Linked DNA regions of Canis lupus: region 1 is linked to region 2. Evidence: chromatin contacts called from public Hi-C data. All regions are on one chromosome and are shown on one strand. The core of a region is the stretch at or near the end of the contact, and the rest is flanking DNA. Distances in the headings are between cores, read along the strand shown. Region 1 has its middle 6.4 kb from the start of EPOP. Region 2 overlaps MLLT6 (protein AF-17).

What was found. A called contact is a pair of places that touch in the nucleus more often than the background predicts.
Region 1: a Hi-C map of blood shows a contact between it and region 2, with 4 times the contacts expected there. The contact joins two enhancer-like sites. A contact is called at or near these places in 5 of 9 Hi-C or Micro-C datasets (amygdala and blood).

What each region holds. Positions count from the first base shown.
Region 1 is chr9:23,493,972-23,499,048 of UU_Cfam_GSD_1.0, forward strand. No RefSeq gene overlaps it. Among named protein-coding and RNA genes, the nearest start is that of EPOP, 6.4 kb to the right of the region's middle. Within about 2 kb of position 2,795, at least 1 of the 20 cell types and tissues checked has an H3K27ac peak or open chromatin away from gene starts, as enhancers often do. A contact at or near this core is called in blood, where this site is marked.
Region 2 is chr9:23,457,716-23,463,309 of UU_Cfam_GSD_1.0, forward strand. MLLT6 (protein AF-17) reads right to left here. Exons shown (of 21, transcript XR_005364431.1): 19 at 530-586; 20 at 1-21. Among named protein-coding and RNA genes, the nearest start is that of PCGF2, 17 kb to the left of the region's middle. Within about 2 kb of position 2,661, at least 2 of the 20 cell types and tissues checked have an H3K27ac peak or open chromatin away from gene starts, as enhancers often do. A contact at or near this core is called in blood, where this site is marked.

The DNA.
Region 1 (5,077 bases), core at 1,545-4,044, 36 kb after region 2:
CACTGACCTACTTCATTCATTTATTAAAAATACAGTCATGCATGGGATGAGTGGCTGGTTGGTAGAGCAAGCGACTCTTGATCTTGGGGTCATGACTTCGACCTCCACATTATGCATAGAGCTTACTTTTAAAAAATTTAAGGGGGGCAGCCTGGGTGGCTCAGCGGTTTAGCACCGCCTTCAGCCCGGGGCCTGATTCTGGAGACCCGGGATTGAGTCCCACGTCAGGCTCCCTGCATGGAGCCTGCTTCTCCCTCTGCCTGTGTCTCTGCCTCTCTCTCTCTCTCTCTCTGTTTCTCATGAATAAATAAATAAAAACCTTTAAAATAAATAAATAAATAGATAGATAGATAAATAAATAAATAAAATAAGGATAAAAAATATAAAACCACGATCATTCCAAAATATCATCCCACAGATTACTAATGCTGGCCCTAAAGGAAGAAAATGCTCCTTCTCAATAAAGAAATCAGCTCTCACCAATGGGACCTACCAGTCAGTGGTCCATTACAAAGGTTCGAACTCAGGGATTGAGGAGATGTAGCGCAATATGAAGGAAGCATTACCCATGAGGTATTTTTGCTAGTCTAGTCAACCTGAATCTAATCAAGCCTATAGATCTAATTTCCAGTTTGTAGGAAATACAGGATAAACAACACCACGAGGAAGCAATCAGAGAAATCTAGAAGGTGGGACATGATGTCTGTAATTTACTTAAAATACTTCAGCAATTCAACAACTCAATGGCATGGGGGAAGAAGTTGTTCTAGATTTAAATGAAACTTAAGAGACATAACCAATTGCAATGTGTGGACCTGATTTATATTCTAGTTGGAACAGGCAAAATGCAAACACATTTTGGGGGGATAGTCTGAGAAATTTGAATATGGTCTGGGTATTGGATGATATTAAGGGATTATTGTTAATTTTGTAAGGTGTGGTAAAAATATTGTATTTTAAAAAATATTTAATTTATTTGAGAGAGAGAACAGGGGAAGGGCAGAAGGGGGAGAGAGAGGGAGAGGGAGAAAAGGAAGGGCAGAAGGGGGAGGGAGAGGGAGAAAGTCTCAAGCAGATTCTAAGCTGAGAGCAGAGCCTGATGCAGGGCTCTATCTCAGACCCCGAGATCATGACCCAAGTAGACATCAAGAGTCAGACGCTCAACTGACTGGCTCCCAAATCATAACATCATATTAAGAAAACTTCCTATTTAGGGATGCACAGTCATGCAAACTCTAAATCACTTGAAAATATTTCAGCAAACATGATAAATATGCAAAATGTTAATAATTATTAACATAATTGCCCATCTAGATAATGGGTATATAAGGGTTTATTTTACTGTTCTCTGCTTTTCTCTAGGTTACAGATGTGCATAATTAAAAAGATTTTTAGGAGTGCCTGAGTGGCTCAGCCAGTTAAGTGTCTGCCTTTGGCTCAGGTCATGATCCCAGGGTCCTCGGATTAAGTCCCACACTGGGCTCCCTGCTCTGAGGAGACCCTGCTTCTCCATCTCCCTCTGCCTGCCAACTCCCCCTGCTTGCACGCTCTCTCTCTGTCAAGTAAATAAATAAAATCTTTAAAAAGCATAAAAAAGATTTTTAAAATGTATTTGAGAGCCAGGGATGTGTTAAACACTGAGCTAAGGCAAAGTCTAATGTGCTTCCTGTCTACGTGAAACAGAGCGTGGTAGGGGAGAGGTGAATAATGTTAATCACAGTAATGAATAAATAGTGACAAATGGGTGAAAATGATTTGAAAGAAGATACATAGGTTTTGAGGGGGGATAAAGATGGAAGCTGACCTGGTCAGGGTTTGGAGGAGTGGGAAAGGTTTTCTTTGAGGAAAAAATGATTTAGTGAAGCTCTGAATGGGAGCAGATATTGGCCAGGTACCTGTGAAGGCAGGTGGGGGGGAAAGTTTGCAGTTGGACGGAACAGTATGTGCTAAGGGGGGAGGAGTGGAGGGAGCTTGTTGCTTTAGGTACTAGAGGAGGTCTAGGTGGCTGAAGGGATAGACGATGGCACAGGGAGGTGGGAGGTGGAAGGTGAGGGTACTCATCCCCTCTTCCCAGGAGGACCAGTGGATAGGGTTGTCAGACTCAGGTAATCCTGCCTGTGAGCCAAATCAATTATTTCACTCTGCATCTGGAAAGCAGTGGGAAGCTATTAAAAGGTTTTGAGCAAGGGGTAACACAATCCAATCTGTGGCTTAGAAAGATAACTGGTGACTACGTAGAGGGCATGGTGAGATGTGGGGGTTCTGCCAGCGTAGGTGGAGTAGAGGTAGGCAGAAACAGACATGGCCATGTGACTTGGTGAAGCATTGGCTTGGAGGTGCCAGGATGACCCCAGGGTTTCTGGCTGTGGAAGTGGGTAGATAGAAGAGTCATACACTGGGACACGTTTCCCTGGAAGTGGAACCGGGTGGGGGAGCAGTGGAGGCGGGTTGCTGATGATCTGGGACAGGTTGATATTGCTGGGCTTTTGGGACACTTGAGCTAGAGGCTGGGTGGGCAGTGGAATGTCTTGGTCAGAGCTGAGAAGAGAGGTGTCTGGCTGAGCCCCCCGGTGGATGGATGCTGATTGTGGAGTGGGCACAGAAGAAGGTCCAGAGGAAAAAAAGAGAGAAATTCTGGACAGAGCCTTGACGTTTGGGCTGAGGTGGGGAGAATGAGCCTGCGCCCATACCTCGAAGGAGCAGCCAGCGAGGCAGGACAGCAGGAAAGCAGTGCCCGGGAGGTGAAGGACTATAGAAGGTTCCTAGAAAGAGGAAGTGGCCAATCATGTGGATGTTGTTGAGAGGTCAAGACGAGAGAACTGGCAAGAGCTTGCCAGTTTTGATGAGATGGACGCCACTGGGACCTCAGCAAGAGCTATTTCGGTGGTGGGTGGGGGTGGAAGCAGATGGAAGTGGGTTGAGGAGCAAGTGGGAAGTGAGAAACGGAAGACAGTGTGTAGACAGCTCTTGGGGGGAAGTTGGGCTGTGAAGGGGAGGACAGAGGGATGGGGGCTAGAGCCTATGGGGTCAAGGGAAGACCAGGCTCTTTAATGGGAGAGACGTGCTGATGGAGTTGCCTGTGTGAGAAAGATAAGGGATGACTCAGAAGGCGGATGTGCCGGGAGTGATGCCAGGGCGCCCCCTCTACTTAACAGAAAGAGATGTTGATGGCTGCTAGTTGGCAGCACATGGGACAGGCACTTGCTTGCCTCTGTTCCTTACCCATAATGTTTCCTGGGTTGGAATTATTGTCTCATGCTTCCTTTGGCATTCCTGTTCATCCTTTAGAACCTACGTGGGAGATCACCTTCTCTGAAAAGACTTCTCTTTCATATAGTTACTCTGACTTGACCGTTCCAAGGACCATGGTCATCCTCCTGTTGCTCCTTCTCAAATTAGCCTGTAATGTCCATCTCCCCAATCAGCTGCGTCCCCAATCAACTCTGAGTACCCACGGCCTGGCCTGGGGCTTGCTACAAGGGGTGGAGGGTGCTCAGTGACTGTGGAGTGACTAGACGAATGAAGTACCTATAGATATATGGAGGAAGGGATCCCTGGGTGGCCCAACGGTTTAGCGCCAGCCTTTGGCCCAGGGCGTGCTCCTGGAGACCCAGGATCGAATCCCACGTCGGGCTCCCGGTGCATGAAGCCTGCTTCTCCCTCTGCCTATGTCTCTGCCTCTCTCTCTGGGGTGTGAGTAATTAAAAAATTAAAAAAAAAGATATGTGGAGGAAGTAGAGCAGCAGGAGGGCAAGCCTGGGATAATTCTCAGGTTTGATGTGGAGCAGGGGTGGGAAAAGGAAAGAAACAGAAAGGAGAAAGGCTAGTTTATTGCCAAGAACACTGGCATTTATCAAGGGCTTCTAATAGACCAGGCATTAAAATTAAGGGTTTCTTATTTAATCCTCACAGAATCCCCAGGAGGAGTACTGTCTGTTTGTACATTCCCTGGCTTCCCCTAGTTTACTAGAATGTAAACTCTCTGAGGGCAAGGAGCTGTCCGCCTTGCTCACTGCTGTGCCTCTAACACTAGATAGGCACACAGGTAGGGTTGCTAGATGATAGACACACAGGACGTCTGGTTAAATTTGAATTACAGAGAGAAAATAATTTTTCTATGAGCACCTGGGTGGTTCAGTGGTTGAGCATCTGCCTTTGGCTCATGTCATGATCCTGAGGTCCTGCAATCTAGTCCCACATCAGGTTCCCCACAGGGAGCCTGCTTCTCCCTCCGCCTATGTCTCTGTGTCTCTCATGAATAAAGAAATAAAGTCTTTAAAAAATAATTTTTCTAGCCTAAGTGTGTTCTCTATTTTTTGTGCTACATTTGGCAATCCTGCACATAGTAGATGCTTAGTAAATATTGTTGAATAAACGTTGCTTGATTGAATGATGCAATGGGGATGCAATCAGTAAATTCCAGACCATGGGAATTCTAGATGACAGCCTCATATCTTCAATGACTAAACTGTAAGGAGAAAATAAAAAGAGTTAAAGAAGGAATTTCTAAATTAGAAGTAAGAGAAACATCAGCCACTTGAAATCCTTCTTTGGATTCTAATTCAAATAAGGCAAATTATGGGCAGCCCGATGGCTCAGAGGTTTAGCGCCGCCTTCAGCCCAGGGCCTGATCCTGGAGACCTGGGATTGAGTCCCACGTCGGGCTCCTTGCATGGGGCCTGCTTCTCCCTCTGCCTGTGTCTCTGCCTCTGTCTGTGTCTCTGTGTCTCTCATGAATAAATAAACAGAATCTTTAAAAAAAAGGCAAATTATAAAGAAAAAAATATTATAAAATAATTAGAAACTTGAACGCTGGCTGGCTATTTGATGATATTAAAGGTTGAGCATTAATTCTTTTTATCCTCTAGTTCCTTTTAGATTTGATAGCATTGGGGTTATGTTTACTTCCAAAGAGTCCTTATGTTGTAGAAATGTGAATTGAAATATTTAGGAATGAAATTGTATGATATCTGAGATTTGCTTCAAGGCAATATGGGGTATGTTCTATACCTTAATTGTAGTGTTTACATTCATTCATGAAAATTCTTTGAAAAAAGAAAAAAGAAAACTCTTTGAA
Region 2 (5,594 bases), core at 1,411-3,910:
GGTTTTAGGGAACCATCGGCTCTGTGGCAAGGGAAGACGAAGGGCTTGGGGTCAGCCCATGTCCTGGAAGCAACTTCCAGCCTATGGACTTGTCCAGGTTCCCTGTGGCTCTGGCTTATGGCAGGCTTCCTCTGCAGGAGGCTGATTTGATGCCACTCCACAAAGACATTCCCCCAGGACAGGACCCTGAGCTCCAGACAGGGAAGAGATTTCAAGCCCATGCAGGCATTCTAGTTTCTGGGGTGCCCAGCTGCTTTCCCCAGGTGGGAGTCCAGGATCCTGGCAGCCTGGGGCTGTGTTTGTCAGGCACTGCCATTCCCAGCCGGGAAGCCTGGCTCCCTGCCCTGTGCCCCCTGGTCACTCTACCTCCCCTGAGCCATCGGGGAAGGGAGCTGGATAGAGGCAGGGCATTCTGAGGTTGGAGTGGGGAAGCAGAGCTGACCGTTTCTCGTTTCTTCTCTGGTCTCTACCTTTGGGGGTCTCTGGGCCGGGGGGACTTGGGGGAAGGGAAGGGGAAAGGGGTACTTACCAGCCAGGAGGAGAGGTCGCGCCTCTGGCTCAGCCTCTGAAAGGTATGCAGGCGTGACTAGCCAGGCGGTTTGGAAGCGGAGGGAAAAAAAAAATCAGTGGAAAGCGTTGGAATTCCAGAGGGAAGTCATCTGGGAGGGAAGAGACGCCAGGGATTCGGGGCGTAGGAGAAAGCAGAGGGTAAGAAAAAGAGGGTCACAGACAGGAAGTGGAGTTGCTGGGAGGTGCTGGCTGCATCCCGCCCGGCGCGGCGAGGGAGGGCTGCGCGGCAGCGGGCGAGGCGGGACTCGGGGGCGCTCAGCGGGGGACGGACGGGGCTGGGGCGCGGGGCCGAGGTGCTCACCCAGGCCGCAGGCCGCACGGCCGCCCCCACGCCACTCATGCCGGTCCCCGCCGCCGCGCCGCGCCCCGCCGGCTCCGCCCCGCGCCCGGGTCACCGCCCGCTCCCGCCCAACGGGCCGGCCCAGCCTGCCGCGGCCCGGAAGACGCCCCGGGGCTCCGCGCGGTGGGGGCCGGGCCTGCGCGGTGGCCGGCCCCGGGGAAGGGGGAGGGCTGCGCGGGGGCCGTCCGGGCCGTGCTCCCGTAGCCTCGCCGCCGCGTGTGGGCGGGGACCTCCCGGGAGCCGGCGGCTCCACGTCCTCGCCCGGGGGCTCGCGTTGCGAACGGATTCCCGCCGGGCACAGGTATCGGAGTCTTCCTCAGGAACCTGGGGGGCTTGCGCTTACCGCTCTGTGAACTATTACGAGTGCTTCTAGAAATACGACAGACCACCAGCCGCAGCCCCTCCCCAGGCTCCCACAGTTGGCACTCCCCCGCCTTCCCCTTCAGTAAAGCCAGACAAAGCAGGGGTCTTTGGATTTTTTTTTTTTTTTTTGTAAAACATTCTTTTATTAAAAGAACAAGTGCTGTTTACGAACTGCCCTTCGTACAAATAACATCCGTTATACAAAGATACAAGATCCGGGTTATGCACAATTCCAGGCTTGGAAGTGAAAGGAGGGGGGCATTGCCTTTTGGGCTGAGGATATAAAGGAGGTTCTAGAAAGAATGTAAAAGGAGCCCCTGGGTTTGCAAACTCTGGCTTCCCCTCCCTGCTCCCCTAGGAAGGGTCTGCTACATTGAGACAGGCTGGGATGGCTAGGAGGGAACAGGGCTGGGAGTCAGGATTTGGGTCTCCAGTCCTGCCACCTGAGTCCCAAGTTGGGCTGGAGGAAGTGAACAAAGGGCAATGAAGGCACCCCTCAGTCCCCAACTTTTCAGTAGATCAAGTCAAAGTGGTTGGAAGCTAGACACACTTTGAATCTGGATTGATGTGACTGGAGGGAGCCAGGGTATTGTGCCCCACTTCCTCCAAATTCCCCACCAAAGTCACCTTAATCCCTCTAGGCACCTCTCCCTGGGGAAAAATAAATTGAGATAAAGGACAATTGGGAGCAAGCTGCCTACTCCTAACTTTGGCCCACTGCACACACCAAGAAGATGCTGGAAGTTGGCCAAGGGAGCCTGTGCCTTTGAAAAGTTGTCTGCATTTCCAGTTTGGATGAAAGGAAAATGTGGAGGTTACCCTTTCTCAGAGCTCACCCCTGGCTCTGTATCCCCTCACTCGTCCAGGCCCTTCCCTGGAACTCAGTATAGGCATGGGTGGGGAGCTCTCAGCCTCAAGGTTAGAGCACCAGGAGGCAGTGGGAGACCCAGGAGCCTGAGGGGAAAGACACACACAAATAGGAAAAAACTTAAAAAAAAAAAAAAAAAAAAGCAATCTTTAAAGTGTCATTGTCTACGGAGAGGATCCATCAGCTCTGAGCTAAGACTATCAGTGCTACATAGACACCCTCCCACCCCAGGGCCAAGCCCAGCCCCCCCCCCCCCACAGGGACAGACAGACAGCCACATGGAGGTGGTGCAGTGGGGGGCGAGAGAGCCCAGGACCAGGAGGCCAGGGTCCTGAGGGCTGGTCCTGGCTCTGCCCCGAGCCCCTGCCCCTCCTAGGCTTGGAGCTATCACCTGTGAAGCAAGGAACCGGTTTCCAACCACCCCTAAAGACAAGTCCCTTCCAGCTCTGATATTCATGCACCAGTCGTGACCTCAAAGCCAGACAGGGGTTCTGCATGCACACCCCTCACACCTCCACGCTGAGCGTGCTTACACACGAAGCTCCTCTCATGCATTTTCAGACTCAATTTCCGTCCTGCAAACCACATCCTTTCTCTCTGCTAGGCAGAGAGACCTACAAATCTGTATTTTTTCCCATTCCCCATCCAAATTCGTCCTTGAAAAAAAAGGAACAGGGGATGGGAAAGGAGGGTGAGGTCAGTAATAGCCATTCCCCTGCATTGGGATCCAGATCTCTAGAACTTTCCTATTATAAAGCTCCCTCTGAAGAAGGAAATGCACTACTTCTCTCACGCCCTGCCCCCTGGCAGAAATAGAGGGACAGCAGCGATTCATACCCAGCCTGGGTCCCTTCTAATCTAACCTAACCTACCTGCTGCTGCACCCCAGCCTGGGGAAAGCTGAAAAAAACATAGGCTCTTGGAGATGAGAACCCCAGGCTCTCGGGTGCTGGGAGGGAGGGGGAGGTCTTGGTTCCAGTGCACTAAATCCTAGGGACCCCTCGCTCTCTGCCACAGCAACCTTGGAGTGGACTGGCTTCCCTCAGCATCCAGAACAGAAGTTGACTTCAGCTCCTAGTGGGTGTGAGTGTGAATGAGCAACTCTTCTAAGAATCTCTGAAGGTTATTTTCAGTGGTTTGGGGGCAGGGAATTAGAGAGCTTAATAGATGAAGATGAATAAAATGCTGAATCCTATCATTTCTTTCTAATTGATATTTAGCCTTAATAAAAAGTGAGTATTTCTGAGGTCATCACAACTGCCTTCCCCCCACCCCCAAGCCCTTGCAAGTGCCTAAGAAATTGCCTCTGAAGGATTCCCACCCACCCCCTCCTTTATCAGCTCCCTAACATCTTACAAAGTCTTATCAACAGGAATATTAATATTATTTTCAGTATCAGAAAAAAACCAGTTGAGCAGCACAGGCAAAAATATATCTGCACTACGTTTCTGTCGTTGCCAAAAATATACACATCTTCTTTTCTTTATTTAAAAAAAAAAACCAACAATAACAAAAACCCAAACAGAAACACACACAAAAAATCCACACATGCAAAGACTGACGAGACATGAGCATCAGGGAAAGCTGGAAACGCCTTCTCCTGGCTCCAACCCCAGTGCAACTGAAACAGAGACACAGGCTTCCCCCCACCACTCTCCTGGCTGCCCTACTGGCCCCTCGGCCTTTGCCACCAAAGGCTCTGAGCAGGTGGGGGCTCTTTTAGGTGAGAACTGCCCCCTCCACCCTGGGGAAATAGCTGGTGGGGGAAGGGATGGCTGTCAGGTCAGCTCAAGTGAAGGCTCCTGGCTCCCATGGTTGGTCGGGGCGGGAATAGGGTGCCAGGGAAGCAAGCTGGCTAATCCTGGGAAGGAGGTTTTCTCTGCTGAAGGACGTGGCACTTTACCCCCCACCCCTGCCCCATCCCCCAGATCCTTGGGACTCCCCCTGTGCCAGTGAGGCAGGACCAGCTATCAGTGGGGGAATGAGAGCTCTGAAGGGGGCAGTGAGGCCAAGTGGGGTCTGGGGGAGGGAAGGCAGGATATTACCCTGATTCAAAGCCCCCAGCCCCCATTACTCTCCAATAGTGGAGTACTGTTCTGGTTTTTGTTAACCATTCACGCCCCAGAAAGGGACCAAAGTTGGTGAGGTGGGGAGGGTGCAAACAAAAGTTGGGAGCCCCCTTCTGGTGCTGCCTCATCTGAGCACTGCTCCTATCCCTGCCCTCGGCGGCCCCAGGCCCAGGGGGAGTCAGTCAGACAGACAGACAGACACACACACACACACACACACACACACGGACACACAAGCACACACGCTCTCTGAGTCAGGCAGCTCCATCTTCCCACCCTCCGCACTCCTAAATCCAATAGTGCAAACAAGGGGCAGGGCCCCAGGGGGCTGGGCCTCCTCCCCCTGCGCTCCCCCAGCCAGTCACCTGGGGGCTCTCGACAGGTGGGGAGGCTCAGGCTAAATCTGAGGCCCTGCTGCCCCTTCCTCAGCTCCCTAGTCTGTGGGCTTTTACAAGCTCAGCTTGTAACCGTTGTTGGGGGGGCGGGGGAGGGGTACCAGGGAGACAGTCCCAGGGATCTCTTCTGCCATCTGCCCAAGCTAGGAAGAAACTGCAGGTAAAGCAGGGCCACCCCTTCTTTCCTAAGAGATTTCCGCGCACGAACAGGCCCAAGCCTGTCCCCCTACTTCTCCCCACTCAAGTGCTGATCCATTTTCTGTGGAGGGTCCAACCAACCCCCCACTTATGCCATAACCCACTTTGCTCTTGGAGGACCTCAAAGCATTACTGAGAGTGGGGGCTCCTAGGTGGGCTGGGAGCCTGTCCTCCCTCTGAGCCCCTCACAAAGGGGACAGTGCGGAGGGAGGGGGGCCCAGTGGAAGGGGCACCCTTCTCTGGCTCAGTCCTCGGCACCAGGTGCACCCTGCACTCCCCAGGCCTCAGCACAGGATCTGGGCTGGGGCTCTCCAGGGTCTGGATGCAGGTGCCTGCTCCAGGCTAGGACCCTCAGGCCAAGATCTGCCCCCTTCATCTGGGGATCAGGAGGGGCTGGGTGGATTTAGCCTTTTTCCTGGTTGGCTGAGGTTCCTTTGTCAGCGGTCTGGAAAGAGAGGAAGGGAGGCTGGGGGTTTAGGAGGTGTCTGGTTCTAACACCCAGTTGAGAACAGCTGCCAGGGGAAGGATGCTATTGTAGGGTCCGGTGAGGGAGCCCAGCTGAAGCCCCTGCCCTGGGCTCTTGGCTAAGGCCTGTGTTTGTGGTTCATAGGGGGAAGGGGAGGGCAGGCTGCCCTGCACAAGCGCACCCATCTAAGCGGGCATGTGCCTGCCAAGGCTGGCAGCACCCTGGGCTCTGACAATATGCCCTCAGAGGAAGGAGGGAGAGATGGAGCCTTTGGAGAAAGGCCCACCCAGAGCATCATCTTTTTCTAATTGGTCCACTCAGAGAG